7 separate regions of the Mus musculus genome follow, and all the other regions are linked to region 1. The links are chromatin contacts, called in public Hi-C and HiChIP or PLAC-seq maps. All regions are on one chromosome and are shown on one strand. The core of a region is the stretch at or near the end of the contact, and the rest is flanking DNA. Distances in the headings are between cores, read along the strand shown.

Region 1 (3,681 bases), core at 690-3,189:
GGCTCACGTCATTGATGTCCGCCAGGTTGAAGGGGGCCGTGGGAGGTGGCGCAGATTCTCGGCTGTAGAGGAGCCCTCCACCTGTGTTGCTGGCAGCCACGCCCGGGTCACCCCCGGCCCGGATCGGATAGCTGAAGCTGCAGGTGGAGGGCGCGCTGGCAGGGCCGCTGCTCGCCGGGGAAGACGAGGATGAAGCTGACGCCGAGGTGGTCACGGTGGCGGCCACCGATTCCTGGTGGGTTAGCGAGTTGGAAAGGATAAAGTCTAGGTCCAGGAGGTCGTTGAACTCCTCGGTCTCCCTCCGGGCTAGGAGGGCCGGGTTGTTACTGCTGCAAGCTGCACCAGCTCCGCCACTCTCCAGGTCTGTGGCCACCGTCGCCGCCAGGTCGTAGGGGCGGCCGGGAAGTGGGGGAAGTCGCTTCATGTGAGAGAGTTCCTCACGCCAACGCTGCAAGAACAGGGAGGGAGAGAGAAACTGTTAATTGTAGCACCCTGTTGCCACCCCTAATATTGACTTGTTGGGTGAAGCACACCAACACCCTGCTATAGGAACTGGACAGAACAGGAAGGCAGCCTCGGGGACTCCAGGGGCCACACTGCAATCTCAGCTAACACCAAGGTAAGAGGTGGCGCGTTCGTTCTCCTGCAAGCTAGTGCCGTCGCTCCACCAGCCCAGTCCTCTTCCCCGCCAGATCCGCGGGACGCTCCAGCCGCCCACGGAATTGGGACACTGGGACACGGTGGCTTTCTCCCCATGCACCATAGCCACCGGGTCGCCCACGCGCTACGATCACTCCGGCCCAAAGGGTCTCGAGACTTGTCCACCTAAAATATAGTGGACTGAGTGCGCCCACCCCACGGTCCGGACGCCCGAAGACTAGTGGGGAACCGCTGTGCGCCCCTGGCGGTACCGCAGTGCCGGGACCACACGCACTTAAGGCCGACTCAAGGGCCGAGGAGCCACCTCGGAAGGCTGTAGAGTTCCAATGGAGGGCAATCCTTGTCCTAACCAAGGACTCTTGGTGACCCCCGGATTCCGCCCATACACCCCACCCCATCTGCAGAAATCTACAGGGCACTAGCGCGACACTCACGTTAGTCGGGGCACCTGCTGGACGCAGTGTCTTCTCCCTTCCCGCCGGGCCGGACGCGAACGTGGAGAAGGACGGGAGCAGAGCGTCGCTGACAGCCATGTCAGACTCGCCAGGTGGCTGCCTGCGGGCCGGGCGGGGCGCACAGGGACCAGGAGTCAGGGGACACCCTGGCCACTGCTCCGAAGCTTCCCTCCAATCCTCACCCCTTTCTGTTCCCAAGTCCAACATCTCACCTACCTCATTAATGTGGGGGCCCAGAAGGTCCTCCGGAGTCCGAAGAAGAGAGAGGGGTACCTGAGCCCCAAAGTCAACGAAGATTAAAAACTTTAGAAACAAAACCTCAAACCAAAACCCCCAGATTGCCCGAGATCCTTCTTCTTTGGATTCAATATAAACCGGCGATGTCTTTAAAAAAGTTCCTTTGTATACAAAAATTCTTAGAAAAGTTGTAAACTCTTATAAAAATAGACAATCAGCAAGGCAGATAAGTAGGTCCGATGGCCAGGCTGCACGCTCTTGGACTCAGCAGTGTCCCCCACCGTTGTCGCGGCCACTGTGGCTGTCGGCGGCGCGGGGGCTGTGGTCCGGGCGGTGGGCGGGCGGCGCCGCCAGGTGAGAATGGCCGCGGTGGCGCGGAACTGCGAGCTGGGCGGTGGCGCGGGGTGCGGAGTCCTGGGGACTGTGCCGGGTGCGCGCGGCCATGGGCGCGGGTCACGGGCGGGTTGCTGGGTGGGGGGCTGGAGGGGCGGGGAGGGGCACTCGGCGGCTCCGGGTGCCGCCGCCGCCCGCCACCGCCTCTGCTCCCCGCGCGCCCGGAGCCGCGCTCGCTCTCTTGGCCGGGGAACTGCCGGCGGCCGCCGCGCGCTTCTTACTTATAACTTCTCGCTCGCTTGCTCCCCGCCTCCTCCCTGTGGCGGCGCGCGGGGCTCCGCCGCCAGGCCCCGCCCCCTGCCTTTCTTCTCCCCGCCTTCCCGCAGCCCCCACTGCGCGTTGCCATGGTAGCTAAATAAACAAACTCCGCGCACGTGGGGGCGGGGGCGAGGGAGGGGCGCGGGCGGGGCGGGGCCAGGCCGTGACGCCAGCCAGGCAGCTGGCGGGCTGGAGCCGTGCTGACGCCGGCGGCGGTGGCGGCGACGGCGGCTCCGGCGCTGGGAGTACGGCGTGGCTCCCGTGGCCGCGCTACTCGGGGTCCTCTGGGCGGCCACGGTCGGTTCCCTGGGCTCGAAAGTCCTGCCACGGGAACCCTGGCGGGGGACAGGAGGTTGGGGGTGTGTGTGTGTGGGGGGGAAGAGGCGGCGCGCCCCTACCCCTGCTCGCGTACGCGCTTGTCCTGTCGTCTGCGCACTCGAGAGCGCGATTATCCGCGTGACTCATCCAGCCCGCCCTCTCTCGCATACGCACGCAGACGCCGGGCCGTGTCGGCGCAGGGCCTGGCCTGGCGCGGGTGCCAGTGGGGCCTCCCGTAGGGTGGGGGTGAGGGCCGGGTGATTGGGGGGGGGCGCTAGGAATCTCAGAAGCTAGGAGAAGGGGTTCCGCGCCTGCTATGAAAGAGAGCGGCCGGGATTGGGCACGTAGTCATCTTGATAATGGAAGGAACAAGGAAGGCGTTCCAGATTTACATTGGGGGTGGGGGAGTGGGAACGCGGAGAGGGACCGAGGCGCGGAGATACCTTTCACCAGGGATCTCAAAGCTCTTTACAAGCTACGCACTCGCACTCTTCATTTTGAAGATGAGAAGTGAGTCATAAAGAGGTGAAGCGGCGAGGTAAAGGTCATAGGACAACTCGCTCCCATCAACTTAGGTTCTGAGCTAGCCAACCCACTCAAAGGGACTTCACTGGGAGGTGATCCTGCGCTGGGAAGAGGAGCGCTGCAATGGGACCCTAGTGCTCCAAAGTGGCACCTCAGGCCCTTGCCTACCGGGAGGGGAAAAGGCAGTCTTTGTTTTAGTCTTATTACTCCTTTTCCCATTCCCCACTACCCTCAGTAATTTTCCAGCCGGGAAAGGTTTTCGCCCTCATCTCTACCAAGTACTTAAAACAAAACAAAAACCGTGAGTGTGGTGTTCAGTATAACTCGCTAAACTAGGTTTACTTTTTTTTTTTTTTTAAGGCTAGGTGTTTATTTTGGATTGGGGAGCAGAGTTGGGCTCCGCCGCCCTCATGGTTGAACCCTGGCGGAGACAGCTGAGGGCGGGGACTGAAGAAAGGCACTCGGGAAAGGGGGTCGATGCTCCAGCATAGGCAGCGTGTGCACTCGCTCCTCTCGGGGCGTCGGTGCCACGTCCTCTGTCGTTTCACCTGTTTGAGTCCCGGAATCCTTGGGACCTATATTAGTTTTCTTCGGAATATTTGTCATCCTGAATTTTCCACTTCTGGCCGACCACAGAAGCGCTCTTGGAATGCATCTCTTCCCAATGAAGTGGGGCTGCCCAGTCAGTCTGTCAAAGGCAGGGCTCGAGCTGGGAGCCTTTGAGGAAGGACTTTTCATCCTTTCTCTTGGTTTTGGCAGAGGACTAGGCGCGCTAAGGGGTGGGGAAGAGCCCGACTTCGCCTGGAAAGTGGCGCTCCCCCTTCACGTGACCTCG
Region 2 (3,681 bases), core at 630-3,129, 890 kb after region 1:
GATTCCTCCTTATAGAAAGACACAGCAGTAGGGCTCTTCCAGAAAAGGAGGAGTTGCTTCCACCAGCAGAGAGTGTTCTGTGAATGGAGTTGTCCAAGCCCCAAAGGCCCAGCACTTGCTCACTACTGTGTCAGTCCTGAAAACAACTTCGATTATTTAGTGCATTACAGTTTTGTAGGGGAAAGGGAGAATTCAATAACAAGAATGAGATTTTAGTGTACAGACGCATCCACCTTCAGTGTTCCATTTTCACATTTTTTTCACTTTCTTTGTAAGGATTTTGGAGGTACAGAGCCATAAAAAGATGTACCAGAAGCCACATGGTGAAGAAGACATTTCTACTACTGCATCAAGTGCCATTACAGCAACTGAACCCAACTTTCTCAGAAGGACACAGGAAAGAGAAGGGGCTCAACATGGTTACAAAGAAGGAAAACATCTTCATCAGAACTCTAGCCTTTGGTTGAAGAGACCTCAGGCAAGGCTTTGGAACTGTGGTGGCAAAGGAATTTTCATTGTAAAATTGTACCTTTAAACCTCATTTTGAAATGTCATTTGGATGCACAGTATTTAGCACAAAAACAAGTAATTGTAGTCTTAATATTAGTTATATATTCAATTGTACAGTTGGGAGGCACTATAACTTGTCAGCTCTTTAAAAACTGGAGTAGGAGCTGGAGGAATGGATCCACAGCCTGTCCTCGGTGGGAGAGGATGCACCTAATCCTATAGAGACTTGATGCCCCAGAGAAGGGGGGATGCTGGCGGGAGGGGTGAGGTGTGGGAGGGTGGGGGAGCACCCTCTCAGAGGCATAGGGGAGGGGGGATAAAGTGAAGAACTCTGGGAGGGAGAACTAGGAAAGGGGGCAACATTTGGAATGTAAATAAATAAAATAATTTAATTTTAAAAATTGAAAAAAAAAAGCCTACTGTTCTTACAGAGAACCCTCCATGCTGGGCAGCTCACAGCTGTCTATAAGTCCAACTCTGAGGAAACTCATGTCCTCTCTGGCCTACACAAGACCTTGCCTCAGGAGTACGTAACCACAACCACACACACATAATACACATTTAAAATAAATCTTTAAAATGGATGTATTACATACACACTACATACTAGCCAGTTAGACTACATTTCCACTTTTTAGAACAACAAAAAATCCTCTAATCTTTTCACATTTCAGAAATATCATAGCACACATAGACACACATCTGAATTATGATTCATGAGGAGTAATAACACGTATGGTAAAAAAAAAAAATTTAGTGACTAAATTCATAGCCATACTGTGTGGTAAGTATTGTTAGCTTTAATTTTATTGTTAATGGGATCCAAAAGCTGATTCATGCAAGGTCACCTAGATAATTAGCCCAAAAGGTTTTAAACAAAATTGCTGACTCAAATCCTCATGATTTGCCAGCTACAGCAAGCCCTGATGAACAGTAGACATGAAGGATCACCAGCAGTCTCAAGACCTAGGAATTAGTCAGCCCTAGAGGGCCAGGGCACAGGGTCCTCACATGCCAGTATTTTGACCATAATGCTGAAAAGCTCACTCCTTTTGGATGCTCAGCTACATTACCGAGGGACTAGCCAGGCCTTCTCAATACGATATGAATGGACAGGGTGGATACCATAAAGCAAATGAGTCTGCCACACATTCTAGGGAAAATGATACTTGGAGCAGTCAGAAGAAAGAAAAGACCCAACAAGGTCTGAAGGGAGTCATTATCTGGAGCAATTAGCAGGGTCTACAGTCTGTGCCTTCCATCTTTAGGCTCATAAAAATCTTCCTTGTCAGAGTTATAGATTTGCCTAGACCCAGACCGTTGACTCACTTACTAACACATGTGGACATTCATCAGAGGAGTTGTCAAATCTGCTCACTCCCAGTGAGGAAAGCCATTGTCAAGACAATGGATGCTGTGTCAGCCTGACCAGCCTTGGACAAGCAGTGTGCAAAGCCAAGTCAGTGGAGCCTCTGTTGTGGGTCTTGATCAGAGCTAGGGAAATAACCAGGTGAGCTCATGTTTAATGATACCAGACAGGTTAACTGGCTAATGCTCTTTGTCCCATTCTGAGACAACTCACTAGAGCAAAAGGAAAACTGAGGTCAACCTGATAAAGTGCCAGACATGAAACTGCTGAGATGACAGGGAGGCGGGTCCCTGGTCACTCTCTTCTCACCAAATCCTCTCTCTAGCAACTCCATCCTGATGGACAGATTCTAAATGGAGATTGTGAATGCCAAGTTTACTTGTGGTCAGGACTAATGTAAGCGTGTGAGTCATTCCGATCCCTTGGGGAGACCTCACCTTACTCAAAGCTAACAGTTTATATGTGGACATCTGAGCTTGATTCTCAGAGCTCAGTCTGTCACTAGCAAGCCTGTGTCAGGGCAATCTGACTGATGATTTTACAAATAGAAATTAAACTAAAGAATGTACTGTCAAACCAACACAAGGTTCATGGCGGTGGGGACTGGCAAGCACACACATATTCAAGGTTTTATATATATTCCTATACCTGTATGTTGATACATGTATAGATGAGCTCAAAATATTATAAATTTTAATCATCCTTTCTTCATTTTCAGATGAGGAAGCCTTAGCTAACTTCCTTGTCTATAGTTGTAAGCCAGAAAGTAACAGATATTCACAATTAAAAAAAATTCTCCATTCATCCTATTATCTCAGAACACTCTTTAATTTTCTATGAGCACCAATTTTAATAATATAATATTCTAAACATCTCTACTTTACTTAAACTATTGTAAGTATCTTCTTATATTAAATATGATTCGAAAACCACCACTGAGCGAGCTGACTTGCTATCTCATCAGTGAGGCATCAAAATTGGGTAGCCAAGTTGCTTTCCATTTTTTCTTTTTCAAGTAGAACTGCAGAGAAAATCCTCTCAGAAAAGCATTTTAACAAACACTTGTTTCAGAATTATTTTCAGGTCACAGGAAAGAGTGTCTTTCTCAGTTTCTCCTGGTGCTAGCACCTCGCCTTTCCATAGTACAGCCCTGACAATGGAAAAACTGAACTTTGATGCTTTGTTCTGCTTTCATTAGGTTTCCCACCAATGGTGTGCTGTTCCAGGATCCAAACCAGCATGTTGCACTGCACTGAGTGTAGCAAACTGTATACATGCATGTGCCATTTCTATCTATTCTGCACTGAGTGTAGCAAATTTTATAGGTGCCTGTGCCATTACAGTCTATTCTGGATGTGGAAGAATGAACTACTGGAAGTATGAGCCCAGGAGAAGAGAGGGTTTTTTTTTAATCATTTGATACATATTTGATTGCCCACCGGAAGTGTGGTGGCAACACACCTTCCCCACGGATACATTAGATGCCTATTTATGCTGCTGTCATCTCTGCCTCGTGTTATGATTGCATATAATGACAGCCAAGTTGTAAAAAGAGAGATGGTGGTAGAAGGCCATATCTCTCTGCTGATCTATCTGGTTTCAGAAAAATGTGAAGCCCCCTTAGCAAACCTTGTCTGGGGAAGAGAGAGGAGGACAGGATGGTTTAGTGTAACAACTTAATAGAGGGTATAGAGATACAAAAATAGAGACATGAACATCGAAGAGTTTATGTTCCTATAGGCCAAGGTTAAGATGGGGGTAAAAGTGTCCTGTGTTCAGAAGTTGAAAAAGAAAAAAGTTTA
Region 3 (3,681 bases), core at 401-2,900, 850 kb after region 1:
CAATAACCTTCAACCAGGCTCTTATTCTATCTTTCCTTTATGGGATTTCTGATTTGATAATTTTGGAATATTATTAATATAAGTTTTATAATTTATTTTAATTGATCAGTAAAACAATAAAGACTATAGACAGACACAAAAAGTGAAGGAGGAAAGGAGGAAAGAAGAGAGACAGAGACACAGAAACAGACATCAAATCAAATCAAAAATCCATACAGTGAATTACAACTGACATCTTATGGTCAAAAAGATCATAAGAAACTGCTATGGATAATTACATTCTAACCGATTAGACAATCTAGGTAAAGTAGAAAAAAAATCTAAATACACACAACCCACTACGAATGCATTGACACATTTAGAAAGTCTTGACAGCCCTATAACAAAGAAATAAAAGGGCTTGTTTAGAGAAAAGAAAATCTCACAAGAAGTAAAGCCTAGAACCAAATGGCTTCACAGTGAATGCTAATGTTACCAAACACTTACAGAAGTGATACTTGTTCTTTTAAAACTCTTCCAAGTTATAGAAGAATATAAAATACTTCTGCACTGATTTTTAGAGGCCCATTTGACACTCCAGTGTAAAAGACACTACAAATAAAGAAAATGTTAGTCCAGTATTTTGGGGGAACACAAGTATAGAAATGTTTAATAAAATCATATTGAACTGAGTTTATTAAAACTTTAACACAAAAATCATATGCTGTGATCAAGTTGGATTTGTCTCAGAATAAAGAAAATTTGCAACACATGCAAATTGAGGGAAATTACATACTATGCCTGCAGAATGAAATATGAAAAATGACCTTCTCCTTCAACTGGTGCAGAAAGATATAGAAATTAGCAACTTCTCATTATAAAATTATCAATCCATAAAAGAAAAAGAGGTCCTGCCATTTACTACAATGTGGATGAACTTGAAAAGGCATGCTGGTTGGGGTAAGTCAGCCCCAGAACAATTACCCCCGATCCCATCTCTAGCAGGAACCTACAGAGGGCATGTTTATAGGAACTGGGATTACAGTTTCCTGTAGCTGTGAAGAGAGGAGATGAGAAGTTGTTTGATCAAGTGCATGGAGCATAGTTTCAGCTATGGGTGGCACCTAAGCCTAGTATGTGTATATCTCATTAGACTATGCAGTATTCTTGAAATTTTCCCCTGAGGTTTATTTTGTACCATGTTATCTTATTTCACAGAAAGAAGGCTGCAAGAGGTAATGGCTATCTGTATGATATTATTCATGGGGCAGTTTCATAAATGTATGCTTATCTTCAAACTCATTCATTAAGTATTACTGGTTCATTGTATGTCAGTCATAGCTCAGTTACACAAAAGAAGTCAGTTGCACAAAGGTGAGATTCGTCAGGGCCCTGACTCTAGTCTTACCAGCTTTGGTCTCCTTTGTACCCAAGCTGATTACTGTGGAATCTCATTGATGTTGACAGTTTCACTCCATCAAGGTCACATTAGAACAAAAGGCCAAGATGCAGTGATACTGAGGACCAGGCGATGCCTCTTTAAATATCCAAAGGACACTGACAGCAACATGCCTCCTTCAGAAGGTTCCTTGCTTCTTACTCAATGTGGACCATTCTGGGGACTTGGAATGGACTCTGAGCCAAATTCCTAAGAAGTGAGCCAGTGCTGTGGCTGAGACCAAGCCCTGCTAGAGGAATCCAAAGGCCACAAGTTGAGAAATGCTTTCTTGGCCCATTCAAATGGATGGTGAAAGCTTTGTGATAGTGCCATCACCCGTGAGCTTACTGCTAAATTATTCAAGACAGAAGCTGTATTTAACTGCATGCTTCAGATTCATCCATGAGCTGACTGGTGTTTCCTCCGTATCACTGATAGGGAGGCTGAGCTTCTTAGGGGTTAATTAACTCGTCCTAGATCACACAGTTTTTAAATGGGAGTCCCACCTTCACTACGGAACCAAGATGATGAATTGAATACATATGTTCACAGCTTTCTTTAGCAACGAGGCCATTAGCTGAAAGAGAGATTAACCAATTTCATGGCACCTCTTTGCCTCTTGTTATGGCTGGCAACTATACCATCAACTATCTGTTAGGAGTGCTGAAGGGTAAAGCACCATTAACTACATGTATCTACCTTAAAATACATACTTTGTGCTTTCCACACTGCCTAGGGATGGGTCCATATGGTGTTGTTCCCATGGCAACTTAAAGGGAACCTTACACAATGTCCAGCAACCTTGATGTCCTGCAGATGACGGAGGAGAATATCCTCAAATTCCTTGATGGCACCAACCTTGACTTTCAGATGGAGCAGTATATCTACCATCTACAAAAGGAAAAGGGACAATGTCTACATCATAAATCTGAAGAGGACCTAGGAGAAGCTGCTGCTCGCATCTCGAGCTGATGGCAGCATCTTCTCCTCCAGGAACACTGGCCAGCAACTGTGCTGAAGTTTGCTGCTGCCATTAGAGCCATTCTCATTGCTGGCCACTTCACACCTGGAACCATCACTAACCAGATCCTAGATGCCTTCAGGGAGGCATGGCTTCTAGTGGTGACTGACTCAGGGCTGACCACCAGCCCCCACAGAGGCCTCTAATGACAACCTGCCCACCCTTGCTCTATGTGACACAGAATCCCTGAGCTAGTGGGCACTGCCATCCCATACAACAAGGGAGCTCACTCATTTCGTCTAATATGGTGGATGCTGACCTGGGAGGTACTATCTCCCATGAACACCCATGAAAGATTATGCCTGATCATTTTCACTTCTACAGAGATTGACAAGGAGGAGCAGGCTATTGCTGAGAAAGTTGTGATCCAGGAGAAATTTTAAGGCAACTGGTGGCCAACTGGTATGAGGGGGTACAGGTGTTCTCTGTGCCCATCCAGCAGTTCCCCACTGAAGACCTGAGTGCTCAGCCAATCACAAAGGAGTGGACAGCAGCTCCCACAACATAGGCCATGGAAAGGGTTGTAGCCACCACTGAGTGGTTCTGAGCTCCACTGCAAAAGGAAAGGGGAAAGGGTAGAAGGAAAAGAAAGTTCCTAGGAGCTGGGAAAAATGTATTCTCTGCTCTAGAAACCAAGATTATTTTCTCTTTCTCTCCTCTTCTATTTGGAAAACAAATTTAGTCAGAACTAGTTCAACTAGTGCTTCATGGTTCTTAAACTCAAGCCTGGTGTGTCACTATGAAAATCAGATGTCATCCAGTCCAATCTAGACACGGTCATTATCTCTCTTCAGGGAAGTGAAGCTGTTTGATCTTGGTGAGATTTGTCCTAAAGTCTGAATACATCACACTGTGTTGTATTGATCATTCCATAGAAAAAGCAAATGAAAATAACCAATTGTCCCAGCTAAAGAATCCCAGTGAAACAAAAGATATTCTGTTGGCCACTTTTCATTTGTCTTGGCGAATAGTGACAATAACAATACCTATTACACAGCTCCTCTATTCTAGACAATTCTAAGTTCTCATGCATTAGGGGAACCTATGGTAGTAGGTTTGGCTAGGAAAAACAAATGTTATTTGTTCCATATTAAAACACAAAAAAATTAGACCATAATTGTTTTGATGTGTGTATGTGGGGTTTTTTTTATAGATATGTACAGTCTGGTATGAGAAAGGAAACAGAATTTATATTCAATTGTGTGTGGCTCTTGTCCCTACCATAAGCTATCTAAGACCTATA
Region 4 (3,681 bases), core at 666-3,165, 770 kb after region 1:
TCTCTCTCTTCTGTTTCTGACTACGTATTTATTTCACTATGAAAGCATTCACTCCAGGTAACTGCAGAACTTGCAATTATCAGGCATGCTGTGCTCATAGGCACATGCTGCACCTAACCCTCCATCATTTCCACACCCTTTTTTTTTCCTTGCTACCTTTCCCCCATCAAGCAAAACAGGAAATGCCAAGTGGCTTCAGCAAGCCTCTGGCTCCTTGAGTCCTTCCTCTGATCCAAGAAAACTTTTGTTCACTCAGCACAAAACCATGACAATTCTTTGCTATCCCTGTCTCTTTCCTAGTGATTCTCAATGTTGCTTCACCCTGGGGATCATAGCTTAGCTAGCAGTGGGGCTTATTAGTCCTTTTTTTAAGGCTGGGGTAGTTCTATTGTTCATCTTAGTTGAGAAACTGCCCCAGACTCTAAGGTCCTGTGAACTTGAGCTCTTTCTTAATTTCTGTAACCTTCATATTCTTCCTAGGGGCCCTGGTTCTGTGAGGGTCTTTTAGGTCCTCATCCAATATTTGTTAAGTAATGCTCTTGAAACAGGAAGTTGGTTGGGGCAATCTGGAGGCTCAGGAAGGGGAGGGATTTTCTGAGTAACTGACTGAGAGGAAGCATCATCCTTACAGAGCCTGGCCAGTTTTAAGATTCTGGAACAATGCCATTCTATACCCAGAAGATGTTTAATCTTGGTCTGTTTCATCTCCATTTGCACGTTTCAATCTCACTGGTCCATCAATCACAGATGCTCCACGCATGAGTGAGTCTGTGGAAAGAGTAGGAGTTTCTAAGCTCTGTAGCTTATGGTCTAATACAATAATTAATAGAAGAGAGAGTTTATTTAAGTGGGACAGCAGGGGATCATGGTCTTAAAATTCTTTTTTATGTCTCTTCTCTAATCTTTCAGTTGCATTTAGTAGGAGACATTCCTGTTATTCAAAGAAAAGCCCTGAAAGCAGCTTCTACCCCAATCCTTATGTACACTACAAATAAAAAAATTAAATCCAGAATATTAGCTGTACTCCCACTGAAGCCTTTAGCTCTGAGCTCATATCTGTCTCCACTGTAGCTTTAAAACATACACGAAGTCAGTTCAGTTTGAGTAGATATAAACAGGAATGACTGCATGTCTTTCTGAATTCAAGGGAAGCAGGATAAGCCCCTATTTTTTAAAGATACCAGATTCTAGTCTCTTGTTTTTAATCACTTTCCACCATGATGATGAAAACAGCCCGGTGTTGCCATCCAGGATTATGCTGTTTCAATGCCCTGATGACGAGAGTAAAAGCCTGACTCAACTCTATGGACAGGAACTTGACATCAATGCAGAGCCTCCTGTGGAGACATTCTTTCTGGGGTTCCTGCCTTTCTGTTGCTTTTGTAGCTTTCAGGGTAGACCCTAAGTTCTCAGGCAAAGATTATATTCTATAAACCCAGGATGTTCTTTGGAATTCAAGATGGAGAAGGTAAATGGATAATAAATATTTATAATCTTTTTGACACTAAGTCTTTTATTTTTCCTTTGAAATGCTGCCGAAACAGAAATGGGGCTGTGAGGTGCTGAGTGGTCCTCAAGTCTATTTTAGTGTTGAGTGAGGTTGTAATGTCTTTCCCATCACCAGAAGCTAAGAATGGGTCCATGTGTCTCATCTGTGAGCACTGGGAGACTCTAGTCTAGTTTGTGTCTGAATCCCTCTACTTTCTGTCCATATTGCATACAGAATCTCTGTCAAAGTGGTCCACATGTCCTCATTTCCCTAGTTTAAAGGCTGCTAAGCTTCACTGACGGTCAACAAGATAACTCCTTAGCTTCTTCCTCTGGCATTCACAGCCCCTTCCATATCTGATCCTCACGTTCTTCTCCAGTCTTTCTGGGAAATCTGCCTGTTAGACTGACCTCATAGATGAGGAATGTGAAGCCTGCAAAGTGAGGTGACCTCCCTAGAGAACATACACAGCAACAGTGGAGGCTCAGCTCTCTGCTTGTGGACCGAATTCTTCCCATCACAGACTGTTCTCTTCACACATAAGCTCGGCAGTTGCATCTGAACTATGGGGCTCATGATAAGAAAGTTTCTTCTATACACACAGGAGGTTGGTAAACCTTTCCCATAGTCCCAATAGCCTCATCTTCTGGTTCCTTAGAGAGGGCCAGTTTTCACAGTGCAGGAGTGACCTGTGTAAGCCAATAGAACAGTCTGAACATAATGATGTGTCACTATGAAGCCTAGAAACACTTTGCCGTGGTCAGGCTAGCCTCCGTGTCTTGAGAACACATAGCAATGAGTTGAAGCATCCAACTGTCATATGGGTGACTGAACCAGCTTGGTCAGTGACTCACCAGCTCCTCAAGCTTCTGATGGCTATAACATGGATGCCATCTAGAATATTAATATTAATAGATTACTAATATTAGAAAAATAACTTTCAGATTGTATTTTATTTTATTGTAATAAGTTACTTTAGGGCATTTTCTTGCAAGTATATAATGTATGTTGGGCATATTCCTGCCCTCATTCACTAACCTCTTTTCCTTTTCCCGTTAGTGTGTTTAGACCCCCTTGTTCACTTCTACTTTCCTGTCACCTGTACATACACGATTTTACATATCTAGGTAAAGTGTTGGAGCCACAGATAAGAGAAGACATGTGGCACAACTTGCTGAAGCTTTCTTTGTATACAAGAACTATGATGGATCACAGGGCCCCCAATGGAGGAGCTAGAGAAAGTACCCAAGGATCTAAAGGGATCTGCAACAATAATATGAACTAACCAGTACCCCCAGAGCTCATGTCTCTAGCTGCATATGTATCAGAAGATGGCCTAGTCGGCTATCAGTGGAAAGAGAGGCCCATTGGTGGTGCAAACTTTATATGCCTCAGTATAGGGGAATGCCAGGGCCAAGAAGTGGGAGTGGGTGGATAGGGAAGTGGGGTGGGAGGGTATGGGGGACTTTTGGGATAGCACTGGAAATGTAAATGAAGAAAATACCTAATTAAAAAAAGAACTATTAACAGTCACATCCATTTTCTTGAAGAAGTGACACATCTTCAGTCACTTTTGGATGGAGAGAATTTCCAGTGCACACAAGCCACGATTTCTTTGCCCATTCCTCTGCAGATAGGACTCAGTTTCCAGCCTCACAGAGTTACGACAGCTTCCCAGCCATCAAAGCCCTTTAGCTGAATACTCTAGCTTATTACCGGAGGATGGCAGTGCCTCTCTCCTCTGAGCATGCTCTTTCTTCTATCTGCGCTCTCCCCTTCTCTAGCACCTACAGTGTTCTCCCTTCTCATCTAGTAAGCCCCTTCTTATTTTCCTGTCCCAGTCTTACAGTCTCCCAGTTGCTGACTTTTTCATGTGAGAGTCCAAATCCTTGTCTCCTTCTGGCCACTCAGAGCACCATGGAGGAACGTTGTCTACCTGCCCACACCAGGCAGGGAGGTCACAAGAATCATCATTGCATTTCTCTGTGCACTTGCATGATTCGGCTCTGGCCCAAACATAAACTTGATGGTCAGTAAATATTTAAATGCAAGGACTGATGAGAGATTCAAAAGGAGTTTTGTTTCCATTGAACTCAACCACACCTTTAAGGGTTACTGTGCATTTAGGCTATTGAATCTTCTTTTTAAAAATTGCTTTAGATCTTTTTCTAAATTTGTTGTGAAGTCTTCCA
Region 5 (3,681 bases), core at 612-3,111, 730 kb after region 1:
CCTCTTTCTCTCAGACTATAAATACAGCTTGCACATGTGGTGGAGTGAGGAACTCAGAACCAGCTTGGTCTGGAAAGCTGCCCAGTTCTAGGACCTTCTTCTTGCTCAAATAAAGGTTGTTAAATTTAACTCATATTATATATATTTTCCTTTAGCACCCTCAATCTTTATTTATCCCTTGAGGCTCAAATACTAAGGTTCCCTTTCAAACACTACCCTCAGACACCCAGTTCTAGGGACACATATGTTACTATGTCACGTATTCATTTATTTCACATGTTCTCTTTCAGGTGGTTTGCTTATAAGGTATAGGGCATGTGCAGGTGACACAGTATAACAAAAAGGTGCTAAGAGGACTCAGGGGAAGAAGATAGGCAAGGGGTGCAGAGAAGGGGAATGACTAAGATTAAAGTGTATGCGACAATGCCAAGAAGAAACCTATTAGCTTAATGCTAATTTTAAAATGAACTACAAATGTAGTATGCTGATTTATGACCTGAATGTGATTGGAGATTTCATTAAGAAATTGTCTATGGTGAATGATGCAGACAACAAGCTCATAGTCTGTCCCTGGGACCCATCCACAGGGCACTATTTCTCTTGTGGCTAGATTGAAATGCTTTCCAGTTATGAAGACAGTCTTGTCATCTTTCTATATATATTGCCCATTGTTCCTTTCTGACAGTGAAGCCAGCAGGCGTTAAGTCTCCCAAGCAGACTTCATGGCATTGCTTGCCTCTTGGCCAAGTCAGTGAGAGAAAAAGATTTATGACCTTCAGCAACATGATTCTTGGGGTGCGGGGCGCCTTGATTTAAAAATAGATGGATTTAAATGGCTTGCTCCAGAAATACAGCTGGTTAATAACAACGAAGACCTGAGTGAAGTCTAGTTTTGTTCCAGAGCCTGGCTGCTTTGCAGGACTGGATTAGGAAGTCATTTGGTTTTTGGAGCATGGTCTCAGCTTTCCATTTTACAAAGAGAATAAAGGGGGTCTGAGTGGGATAGGGACTTCTCCAAGGCCTCTGGGAAGGGCAGTGGCTAGGCTGCAACAAGAGGCATAGATTCCTTGTAGATTCTCCCTTTTCTTCTCGGAAGATGTAGGGACATTTCATTTTCCTCCTTCACGGGAGACACTGTTTAACACTCCCTTAGGATGTCAGGTGAAAACACTGTCTCCTCTAAGATTAAAAACATCTTGTATTGTCTAAGGGAAGACCAAGAGAATAATTTCAGGTTGCTGAGAAGGTTCAGGAGTTGAGGGCATGTGCCACCTAGACCGACAACCTGATTTTGATCACAGGGTCTAACCTGCTGGAAAGAATCAGCTCCCCCAAATTAGTTAATTAGTGAAACTTATTTTTTAAAGAATATTTTCAATAAGTGAGAAATGCACTGTTTTACCTTAGAAAACACAAACTGTGAAACCATGTTTTCCTTTGAGCTATTGAAGAGGTACAGTTGTTACCTCATGTATGTTTGGTGTTCAGCCAGGAAGCTGAAGCAGGAGTATTGTAAATTCATATTGTAAATATGAGACTGTGTTACACAGTGAGACCTAGTCTGAAACGGAATAAGATAAAGTACAATTAAAGGTTGAAAGCTTTTTAAAAATTGATTATAATTTGATTGTGTTTTTCAACACAACATGTAAAATGTTTTGTGTAATCCTTTTGCCGTGACAGTCTGACAACATCCATCAACATTTACAACGCTCTCATCAGACAAACAAATGCAGTCACAATCAAATCAATTCAAATGAGCCACAGGATTTTTTGCTTAGCTGGTGCAGAAAGCCAATGCTAGTGTGAATATGTTTGACACATGAGGGCACTTTGTGTGTCCTCTACTGATCTGCTCTTTGTCATTTGCCATTATGAAGAAGAGCTTCCAGCCAGAGCCCCCATCGTTCCCTTTGTATCTAACCTGGAATAGGCATCCTGTGACCCAGATCTCCAGAAGTTCCCAGTAGCCAAATTGAATTCCTTTGGGCCACCACTCTGTACATAAGCACAAGCCTTCAGAGCTATTTTAGACATCAGGGTTTAACACTAGAATGTTCAGAGACACATGGGATTGGGAAAAGACTGATTCCAGAAAAAATAATAGAGCAGTGATTAGCATCTGAAGCTCTGCCCAATTTCCTGTCACTTGTTAAGTTTTACCAAGTGTGTCTTTACTGTCAAGTGTTATTACATTAAATAGAAACATCTGTACACATAATGAGGCCTCTGGAACAAAAGACTGCCTTTCCCAGTCCCGTGTGTCTCTGAACAGTCTAGCGTCCTTAGAATGGAGAAGGTGTATTTAGGTGAGTGGCTTTGCTCGTGTGAATTCCCATGTCCAGATCCATACTGCCTGGCTCCAAATTCTCAGGGACATCCTTCCACTCATAATCTCGACTTAGGTGATGTTGATGCCAGTAAGATGCCACGGCTCGCTTAATCTGGCCGTTCTTATTTATAGACTCAGGGTTAGTTTGGGGCGGGGTTGTTTGTTTTGGTTTGGTTTTTGCTGCAGTTCACTCAAGTTCTTTTCTTCTGAAGCCCTCACACCACCTTGCATGGACTACCCTTAATTTGAGGACTCAGTGTGTGGGGAGACTATTCAAACCTATCTGAACACATAATTTAATGAAAGCCTGATTGTCTAGTAGATGTTTTAAAGGAATTATAGCCCCAGAATTTTCTCATACATAAGACCTGGTGTGTCTTGGTCATACATGCACAAATTTGCTCATAGCCACAGTGAAGAAATGTGTGCCTTTTCCACGCTACAAATAACAACCATACACCTTATGAAAAGTCACCTACCTTAAGTAACAAGGTCTTTAGAGCATAGCAGATCATCACCAAGGCCACAACAGCAATATGAATGGGACTCAAAGACTCACATTTTTGCCCAGTGGATGCTCTTGCCACTACAACACTATTATTCTATAATATAATTCTTACATTATATTTGAGTTTTATTTCCCACAGTTCAAAGTGTTGAGCATGTAATTCTGACATGATCCAGACATAATGCCAAACTCTGAAAGATGAGATGATTCCCAAGGACCTGTTTCTTCTGCTCACCTCAGGAATCCTTATTCACTGTTTCAGTCCCAAAGGCTCAGCTTTCTCATTTCCATAAGAAAAGGTGATGGGGAGGGGAATTATCAAGAGTGTAGTATTCCCCCGTTTCTCTTTTCAAGAGGCCTTCAGCTCCCTGAAGATGAGCATCTTGTATGTGCATCTTGCATGTACATCTTAAATTCACAGGCAGGTATCTCACCAAGACCATAACTGTGGCTCAGGCTTGCTGGGAACAACAGTTGTAGTTCCAGTCACAGGTTGCAGCGGATTTCCATGGGGACATAGCAAGGCTACCTTTCACCTTCAATAATGGAGTCAAATGGTGTAGCATGGATCAGTTAGTGCATAGGAGAGGCAAATCTGGAAAGAGGGAGGAAGGAAGGCGAGAAGGAGAGATGCCACAGCTTCAGCAGCTGAAAACACTTTTAACCCAGACCTCTTCCCGTTTCTACTACATTGCCATTAGTCATTACAATAATTTTTTGATATCTTTTTCTTCCTGTCGTTTTAAGTCACTAAGAAGGGCAAAAGGGAACAGATAAGAGCTAAAAGTAGCTGAGATGAAAATGGTGTTCAATACTTGGATATGCAGTAATAAACCAGTAT
Region 6 (3,681 bases), core at 770-3,269, 650 kb after region 1:
AAACCCAGGCTTCCTATCACAATCTTGCTTCAGACTCACAGTCCTTCCTTCATGCTGTATCTAATACTGTACTGTCCACAGCCAAACTGCATTCAAACATTGGCTAGATTACCAAAAGGTACATGAAACACCTGAGGCAGAGCATGAGGTAAGAGGGAAGCCCACAAGGAAACAAACTTACCAACCAGGTCAAATATCCAGGGTTAGCAGAAAATACCTCTTTAACTAGGAAGTCCATGCATGTAGCACCTATCTCAGAGTATTTAGTCCTAGAAAAGCTCCAGGCTATACCAGTAGCACCTCTCTACCATGGTGTCTGATCATGCGTATCAACTCTGTAACACTGCTAAAGTCTAGGTGGAACGAAAACCTTTAATCCTCTGCACGATGCTCCATTCTTGCAAAGCTTATCACAGGTAGAGAGGATTCACAAGCTAGGATACCTAAGCAGTGATGCCATTGATTTGGCAGCTGGAAATGCACAGCCGGCATCCCAAGGAACTGCTCACGAGTATGCCTTAGGGAGCAGGTTCTCCTTTAGATAGCACTAGCATGCTCACAGTCAAGTATGCAAGAGAAGGAGTCAATGACCCTCCAGGTCACATTATTTAAGCAGGTAACCCATTTAAGCAAACACTCTGATTTGCATCTGAAAGTGCAAACCAGAATGTTTGCACTTTAATCTCTTTCATTGATTGCTTCTTTGGCTTGTTTTGGGCTTTGGGAATTGAAAGGGACATTTCAGATATTACACTACCTGATATCTTATTTTTTTCTCAGGGATCATACAAAGACATTCCTAATGGGCCTTTCTAGCCTTCCCCAGTTTCAAGCCACCTTCCACATGACAGCCATAGTGAAATTCCTAAAAGGTAAGTTTGGCCAGTTGCTACCTACCTTCACTCAATATCCTAGATTATAGTCAAGAAAACTTAGCATCCTAGTTAGTTTTGACTGCCAACCTGATTCAACCTAGATTCTCCTGAGAAGGGAGTCTCAAATAAAGCAATGCCTAGATTAAATTAGCTTATGGAGATATCTGTGTGGGGATTGTGTTGATTGTTAACTCATGTGTGAGGTCCAAGCCCACTGTGGGTGGCACCATTCCTAAGGCAAGTATTTCTGGACTGTAAAAGAAAAGGAGCTAAACATAAGACTGACTGAGTCAGCAAGCCTCATTCCTTCATAATTTCTGCTTAAGTTCCTGCCTAAATTCCTATACTAACTTTCTTCCATGATAGACAGTAACCTGTAAGTTGAAATAAACCCGGTCCTTCCGTAATTTGCTTTTGGTCAGAGTGTTTTATCGCATCTACAGAAAGGATAACAGATGTCATCTTACATATATTCCTACCAGATTCTCTACCTCTGCTCTGTATTGCTCCATTCATGACAAATACCCCCCACTAATGGTAAGCAGATACATTCTCTATAGTTATTGCTATTTTACCAACACAAAGCCACTCTGTCAGGCTTTCTGTTCTTTTGTGCTAAATGTCATCTCTTCTTCGGGCACTCCTCCAATAATCACCTAGAGAATTAGTACCTTAAGGAATCTTAAGGTGACTCTGCTAAGCCCCATCCAAAGGCATCTCCATTCTGTCATTGATCACCAAGAACTACTTTTCTTTCTGCATTAATCTAAGAAGCAGTATAATATGAACTTAGAATACAGGCTCTGAGTTTAGATCTGTGGACTTAATCACAACTTCCCTGTTGACTAGCCAGCACACAAGCAATTTAGAGTCTTTGCCCAGTTTCTTTATTTTAAAAAATAATAAAAGTACTAAATTCAATAGAGTTAAATGAGTTGAGACATAAAGGATGACGAATCAGCCCTGGAAAGTCGTGAAGAATGCATGAAAGAGTAGTAAGCAAAAAGCCTCCTCCCATCCCCCCCCCCCCATGACACATGAGGTGCTGAATAATTCAGAGCCTTCAGCCCAACAATACACACTCAGTCTGGGATTATAGTTTCTAAGACAAAGCAATGAAGGCCCCAGAGTTAACACATGGTGCCTAGCGGCTCCTCATTAGCTAAGATCTTCAGCTTCATTTCTCCTGCCCCATTTGGGTCCTTTCCAGACTCAACTATCACATTTAAGCCGTGGGTGAAACGTCAAAGCCCCACAAGTGGTGAAAGGGCTCTACTGGCAAAAACTCAGGAGATAAACAACAAATGCTGAATGCAGCAGTCTGGCACAAGACTCTGCATGAGTGCATTAACCAAAATGGCCGGCCTCTGGAAAGGCCTCATGGAGCATGTCCATGCAGGAATGTGGACTTCCTGTCAAGCTTGACACGTCTTCAGTTCAGCATGAGATACATTCGCCAAAGGAACAGATTTGAAGTTCATACTGGCCGTAAAAATGGGTTTTGCTTTATAGAAGAGAAATAAAATGATTTATGAGTTTGTCAAAGAACGGATGTTGCCTTTGAGGAGGAAAATCCTCCCAGCCCCACAGTACCATGAATTGCAAATGAACCAATGTATGATGTGTGTATGTGTGTGCATGCAAGTGTGCACACATGCACCGACGTGCTTATCCCTTTTGCTCTCGGCTTCTGTGGTCTGGAAGCCAGCTCCACTGTGTCTGTCACTGACGCTGGGAGCAAATTGTAATTATAATGCCTAACAGCCATTCTAGACAAACCAAATCTGTGTTCCATTAAAGTCAAGGAATAGTTAAACAGTATATGTATACACACACACACACACACACATTTCCAAACCTTAATACAAAACAGGTTTCTCAGTCAGTATGATTCCCCAGAAGCCAGAAGATTCCACACGGTCACTTCTGGAATATTTGGAAATAGATTCTGATGGTATCCCAGGCAATCAGCAGGAGTTCACCCTCATGCACAGTTTATCATTTTGGCTGTGGTTTGGACAGCAGCTATGTGGAAGTCTCTGAGTGGTAATCGATTTCCTCCCCCAGGACACCGAGATCCCTGGCCAGCTACCAAGCACACGTGCCCTTGGAGGGTCCTTGCGGGGTGTTAAGTGCAGTCACAGAAATGATAGGCATTTCTATCCAAGTAAGAGTTAAGGAGCTGACCTGTGTCTAGGGTTGCTTCTAAAAGAAAAACTGAAGCTGCCGATCATGTGTTGATTAGTTTGCAAGCATGGCTCAGATATATAATTTTGTAATACATTCTTTGAGATGAAATCTTCATAAATATTCACTTACTCTATTATCCCAGTGTTCTAAGTCCCTGTGCACTCAGGGTGCATTCTACTGGCAAAAGATAACTCTTCAAAGAATACTGCAATCAGAAAAGCAAGAAAGACTGCAACCGTTCACTTTCTGTGGAATGCTTAGCTTGCACTCAATGTTTCCACTGTCTTCATCAGTTTATAAGCATGCTTAAAATGACCACTGCATTTTAAAATGCAGCTTTAACACTTTTTCTATAATCTTAAAAAATGTATCTCTGGGAATTTAACCTGTGACTTTATGAATATCCAGCAAGTATTCAGAACTACAGGTCTAGCCCCTCAATTTAAAGTTGATAAACCACAACTTTTAAGTCTAAAACTCTGCAGTTCTTCACTCGGAAAATCTACATGATCTGTTGAGCAGGGGGCTCAGCAGTCAGTCCATTTCTTCCAGTGTGAAATGATTGTGCATAACCAGGTCAATACAGCTTTCAAAAGTTAAGTGATTATTTATTCTT
Region 7 (3,681 bases), core at 834-3,333, 560 kb after region 1:
GGAGAATGCCCAGAAATTCATAGGGCAGCTAGACTGGCATATGCAGTGGAGATTATTGTAAATACTATGGAAGGTAAAGACTGACACCCAAGGTTATCCATCCTCAACTTGTGTGTCATAGCACTCACATACCCCTACACTCCCCCAGCCCACCCCACAATTTGAAAATAGAAACAATATATAGAAAGACTTTAGCCCATATTAAAAAATTATGTGAGTCAGTTTATAGAAAGGGGGAGAGAGAGAGAGAGAGAGAGAGAGAGAGAGAGAGAGAGAGAGAGAGAGAGAGAGAGAAGGGAGGGGGAAGGGAGGGTCGAACGCCAGTGGATGATGTAGCTCCTGGTGTCGGAGCATCCCACTGGGATGCATTTCTAGAAATGCTATGAAAATCTGTGGTTCTTACTATCTGAGCAGTGGAAACTTAGAGCTCACTATATGAATACAGGAACCTCTTCTCTGGCAGATAATACGAGAGCCTCTGCTTCAGGAGAACTAATTTTCATTCTACTTGGCAGTGTTTTTCTTTTTTCCTTGGCTTTGTTGCTTCATTTTAGAATTAAATGTTACGTTGGGAATATTCATAAGGAACCCTTAATTAACAAAAATGCCTCAGAGCTTCCCTTGGAGTGTGATCTTGTTGCAGATGAACCACACCATCATCCTTCATAGATGCCTAGAGTCCAGAGACAGTGCAACTGAGTCGAAGCTCAACAAGCAATTATTGGGTGAGTGAATCAGGCAGCACATCCCAGACTTACTGACTGCAGTCTCGCACCAAATGCAAAAGCAAACTTCAAACAATGGATGCTAGGAACAACAGTTATAAAACTCTCAGTATCCCCTTAGCATATAGATGAAGGGCCAGGGTAAGTTCAAACTCTCTATTTATCTCGTTTTCAGTGAACAAAGAAAGATTGCAGTACAAAAGGACACCAGTCCTTAGCTTGGCCAGATCACAATAGCCAGGTCACTTGTTTGAGTTAGAGCCCATTGTAATTAGATGATGGATGGTCAACATTCCAAAATTAGGAAGGAAGAATTGTACCATTCTTTGCTTCAATAATTTTTCCTACATTCATTTATTTCATTAAAAATTAAACAATGGGGTTAGAGAAATGGCTCAGCATCTAAGAGCACTTGCTTCTCTTGCAGAAGACCTGGATTCAGTTCTCAGCAAACTACATGACAATTTACACCCATGTGTAAGTAACTCTAGTTTCAGGGAGATCCAATGCCCTCTTCTGACTTCTGCAGGCACCAGAGACACATGTGGTGCAAGTCCATCCATTCAGGTAAAATTTCATCCACATAAAGTAAGATACATCTCTTTGTAAATTAAATGATACTAGTTCCTTTGATTGACACTCTAGTTTACCACTGTAAGACTTTGCAATATGAATTGTACTGACAAATGGGAAGGTTGCTGTGCTTGCTTAACTGACCTGTTCTCAAAGAAACTTATTCTATCTAGGATGTAAAAGGATAAGAAAGTTTCGAATTACCCCGGAATCAGAGTAAATATACTTAGCTGAATATTCTAGAATATTGGTAATTGCTCTCAGGTTGCACTACTGATTTTTTTCCTTGCTAATGTCCACAGTAAGTTTTTAGACTCAAAGATCAGAATCCAGGGTGAATCTGCCGAGATAGCCTCTTCTTTAGAGCTTCATTGCTTTGAGGGATATATTTTTTTGAAAAGTGCCAGGCCTGACTCTTGTGGAAATCATATGTATCAGTAAGAAAAGGCCTAAGCACCCAAACATCTAGATTTGGTAAGAGCCATAAAGAGCAGAGAGTACCCTAGGGTTGGGTGTCCTTATCTCTCCCTGACTTTCCAGGTAAGGAAAAGAGGGGGCGAAGTTATGGTTGAGCTTTTCTCAAGAAAGGGGAGAAACCATAAAATCTTTTCAGAAGCCTTTCATGGATTAATTCATTGCAAGCACATGACCACACTCCTGAAACACTGGATGGGCTTGAGATGCAGGGTGCTGCTGGAGTTTGTCCAAGACTTCATATGCTGAGAGCATTGGCTATTATCCTTGCCAGACAGGCTTGTCCATCTTCCCATCAGTTGCAAGACATTTAATAAAAACAGGCTGCGTTCATTCATGCTTGTTTTATGGACTGCTCCGCAGGCCCTCCACTGGGTAAGCCTGGAAGACCCAGCCGTGCATGGCAAATGGCTAAGCAGATGGTTTCAGTTTAGATACTGGCTGTCAATGGTTTGGTGCGAACAGCTCTTGCAAACCAGCATGAAGTGAACAGATTGCATGGTGGCTGGGAGAAGCATATGTAATTGGAAACAGTAGCCACTTACAATAGGGGTACATTTTAAATCTTTATCTGAGTGGCTCCAGTTTGGGAAAAGAGAGTTGATTAACCAAATGTGTTCCCGTCTGTGATAAATCCAATATTTTGAAAGCTTGGGTAGCATCTGAGGGGGTGGGGTGCCGGACTGGGCATGGCTGGTTTGTGGCATTCAACAAGGATGTTTGAATCTCAGAATTAAGCCTTTTCCCTCAGGATGGAAAGGCTCTGTGGGGAACATGGAACACACTCTGAAAAGTTCCATAGGCAAGCTGGAAATAGAAGTAGTTGAAGTTATATGGGCCAGGCAACTATAGGCATGAGCATGAAGGATATGAAAGGGGAGATTTCAACAAGGATTCTAGGTGGAAAGTATAAATACACAGTTTGGGGGCTCTAACTGACAGGAATGTGAAAGTCTGCAGTGCATGGCCTGCTCAGGGCTTATAGTGACATCACATAGGCAAGACAAGGACACTTCTCATAATAAGAGTGAATAAAATATTGCCTGTGTCCGAGACAGGGAAAATTGACTAAACTGTCACCTAGCCAGGAGCTCCAGAGTCAACTTTGAGAAAATGCAGCTTCAGGTACAGGCACGTGCATGTATATGTTGTCACCATGTCTGAGGCCCGACAATCAGCTAGTGATGCTGGCATCAGTAATGCACAGCTGATCTTCCTGAACTGTCTTTGTCTGCGCCTACTCCTGTCTCTTCGGCCCCATTACCATCTTTCTAAAGAGTTCTCTATGCTTGTTATCCTTGCTATTGAGTGCAGTGAGCTGCTGCTCTGGGCACTTGCTTTAAGTTTTCACATGTTAGATGGTGATTTGGCTAACTCTTAGTAGACTGTGTATGCCATGACACTAGAGTATCTCTCTCTCTCTCCCTCTCTCTCTCTCTCTCTCTCTCTCTCTCTCTTTCTCTCTCTCTCTCTCTCTGTGTTTGTGTGTGTGTATGTATGTGCTCACTCATCACAGCATATACATAGAGATCAGAGAACAGCTCTTGGGACTCCATTTTTCCTTGGTACCTTACAAGATCCAGGGATTAAACTCCAGTTGTCAGTCCTGCCCACAAGAACCTCTTCCTACTAAGCCACTTTGTTGGCCCTTTTTTTCTTTTGATTCTCCAATATATTTTGTGTCGCTCGGAGAAAAAGGTCTTGAAGGTGTTGAGGTGTTGGCTTAATTGTGCAAAGGTGAGTGAAAGGGAAAACTGGTTTTCTTTTTCCTTCTGCGTGCTCAGATTTGAGAAAGTATCGCAACTTGGCAAAAAGGAAGCTTCTGGCTCAGCTAAGCCCACAGGAAATCAGGGACTGTGACCTGAAGGAGGTAGCTCCCTATCTAGGCATTGAAGTCTAAGACAAAGTT

What was found. A called contact is a pair of places that touch in the nucleus more often than the background predicts. HiChIP or PLAC-seq counts read pairs in DNA pulled down with a chosen protein or histone mark.
Region 2: a contact with region 1 is called in a FOXA1 HiChIP or PLAC-seq map of pancreatic cancer cells. The contact joins the enhancer-like site here to the promoter of Klf4 in region 1. A contact is called at or near these places in 4 of 39 promoter capture datasets (the 3T3-L1 cell line, the C10 cell line, cranial neural crest and 1 more), 1 of 484 Hi-C or Micro-C datasets (uterus), 15 of 115 datasets of contacts at active chromatin or transcription factors (the NIH/3T3 cell line, astrocytes, cardiomyocytes and 10 more) and 1 of 9 other capture datasets (embryonic stem cells).
Region 3: a Hi-C map of embryonic fibroblasts shows a contact between it and region 1, with 5 times the contacts expected there. The contact joins the enhancer-like site here to the promoter of Klf4 in region 1. A contact is called at or near these places in 8 of 39 promoter capture datasets (the 3T3-L1 cell line, the C10 cell line, cranial neural crest and 4 more), 11 of 484 Hi-C or Micro-C datasets (adipose-derived mesenchymal stem cells, bone marrow-derived macrophages, embryonic fibroblasts and 5 more), 19 of 115 datasets of contacts at active chromatin or transcription factors (the NIH/3T3 cell line, cardiomyocytes, a colorectal cancer cell line and 13 more) and 1 of 9 other capture datasets (adipose tissue).
Region 4: a contact with region 1 is called in an H3K27ac HiChIP or PLAC-seq map of the NIH/3T3 cell line, with 11 times the contacts expected there. The contact joins the enhancer-like site here to the promoter of Klf4 in region 1. A contact is called at or near these places in 10 of 39 promoter capture datasets (the 3T3-L1 cell line, 3T3-L1-derived adipocytes, the C10 cell line and 7 more), 1 of 15 datasets of contacts at CTCF or cohesin (pro-B cells), 6 of 484 Hi-C or Micro-C datasets (adipose-derived mesenchymal stem cells, bone marrow-derived macrophages, cortical neurons and 2 more), 13 of 115 datasets of contacts at active chromatin or transcription factors (the NIH/3T3 cell line, astrocytes, craniofacial prominence and 9 more) and 1 of 9 other capture datasets (adipose tissue).
Region 5: a contact with region 1 is called in an H3K4me3 HiChIP or PLAC-seq map of bone marrow-derived macrophages, with 14 times the contacts expected there. The contact joins the enhancer-like site here to the promoter of Klf4 in region 1. A contact is called at or near these places in 8 of 39 promoter capture datasets (the C10 cell line, cranial neural crest, embryonic stem cells and 4 more), 1 of 484 Hi-C or Micro-C datasets (bone marrow-derived macrophages) and 12 of 115 datasets of contacts at active chromatin or transcription factors (bone marrow-derived macrophages, craniofacial prominence, embryonic forebrain and 7 more).
Region 6: a contact with region 1 is called in an H3K4me3 HiChIP or PLAC-seq map of embryonic midbrain, with 6 times the contacts expected there. The contact joins the enhancer-like site here to the promoter of Klf4 in region 1. A contact is called at or near these places in 9 of 39 promoter capture datasets (the C10 cell line, the HPC-7 cell line, cranial neural crest and 5 more), 2 of 484 Hi-C or Micro-C datasets (bone marrow-derived macrophages and embryonic fibroblasts), 13 of 115 datasets of contacts at active chromatin or transcription factors (cardiomyocytes, craniofacial prominence, differentiating embryonic stem cells and 10 more) and 3 of 9 other capture datasets (embryonic stem cells, macrophages and pancreatic islet).
Region 7: an H3K4me3 HiChIP or PLAC-seq map of craniofacial prominence shows a contact between it and region 1, with 6 times the contacts expected there. The contact joins the enhancer-like site here to the promoter of Klf4 in region 1. A contact is called at or near these places in 12 of 39 promoter capture datasets (3T3-L1-derived adipocytes, the C10 cell line, cranial neural crest and 7 more), 3 of 484 Hi-C or Micro-C datasets (the STO cell line and bone marrow-derived macrophages), 16 of 115 datasets of contacts at active chromatin or transcription factors (astrocytes, bone marrow-derived macrophages, craniofacial prominence and 13 more) and 2 of 9 other capture datasets (liver and pancreatic islet).

The regions. Positions count from the first base shown.
Region 1 is chr4:55,530,536-55,534,216 of GRCm38.p6, forward strand. It overlaps Klf4 (Kruppel-like factor 4 (gut)), which reads right to left and starts at 1,940. Exons shown (of 5, transcript NM_010637.3): 1 at 1,332-1,940; 2 at 1,095-1,215; 3 at 1-448. The coding sequence starts at 1,336. Gm12506 (a long non-coding RNA gene) reads left to right here and starts at 2,175. Exons shown (of 5, transcript XR_390585.4): 1 at 2,175-3,681.
Region 2 is chr4:56,417,427-56,421,107 of GRCm38.p6, forward strand. No RefSeq gene overlaps it. Among named protein-coding and RNA genes, the nearest start is that of Gm34628, 59 kb to the right of the region's middle. Within about 2 kb of position 1,880, at least 28 of the 459 cell types and tissues checked have an H3K27ac peak or open chromatin away from gene starts, as enhancers often do. A contact at or near this core is called in the NIH/3T3 cell line and pancreatic cancer cells, where this site is marked.
Region 3 is chr4:56,385,596-56,389,276 of GRCm38.p6, forward strand. It overlaps the pseudogene Gm12518. Among named protein-coding and RNA genes, the nearest start is that of Gm42291, 71 kb to the left of the region's middle. Within about 2 kb of position 1,651, at least 41 of the 459 cell types and tissues checked have an H3K27ac peak or open chromatin away from gene starts, as enhancers often do. A contact at or near this core is called in the NIH/3T3 cell line, adipose tissue, adipose-derived mesenchymal stem cells and 4 more, where this site is marked.
Region 4 is chr4:56,303,901-56,307,581 of GRCm38.p6, forward strand. The region is part of intron 2 of Gm42291 (a long non-coding RNA gene); the gene reads right to left. Among named protein-coding and RNA genes, the nearest start is that of Gm42291, 10 kb to the right of the region's middle. Within about 2 kb of position 1,916, at least 62 of the 459 cell types and tissues checked have an H3K27ac peak or open chromatin away from gene starts, as enhancers often do. A contact at or near this core is called in the NIH/3T3 cell line, adipose tissue, adipose-derived mesenchymal stem cells and 3 more, where this site is marked.
Region 5 is chr4:56,264,045-56,267,725 of GRCm38.p6, forward strand. It overlaps Gm42291 (a long non-coding RNA gene), which reads right to left. Exons shown (of 3, transcript XR_881295.1): 3 at 3,279-3,435. Among named protein-coding and RNA genes, the nearest start is that of Gm42291, 50 kb to the right of the region's middle. Within about 2 kb of position 1,862, at least 5 of the 459 cell types and tissues checked have an H3K27ac peak or open chromatin away from gene starts, as enhancers often do.
Region 6 is chr4:56,177,117-56,180,797 of GRCm38.p6, forward strand. No RefSeq gene overlaps it. Among named protein-coding and RNA genes, the nearest start is that of Gm42291, 140 kb to the right of the region's middle. Within about 2 kb of position 2,020, at least 17 of the 459 cell types and tissues checked have an H3K27ac peak or open chromatin away from gene starts, as enhancers often do.
Region 7 is chr4:56,086,743-56,090,423 of GRCm38.p6, forward strand. No RefSeq gene overlaps it. Among named protein-coding and RNA genes, the nearest start is that of Gm12519, 88 kb to the left of the region's middle. Within about 2 kb of position 2,084, at least 27 of the 459 cell types and tissues checked have an H3K27ac peak or open chromatin away from gene starts, as enhancers often do. A contact at or near this core is called in craniofacial prominence, embryonic basal ganglia and neural tube, where this site is marked.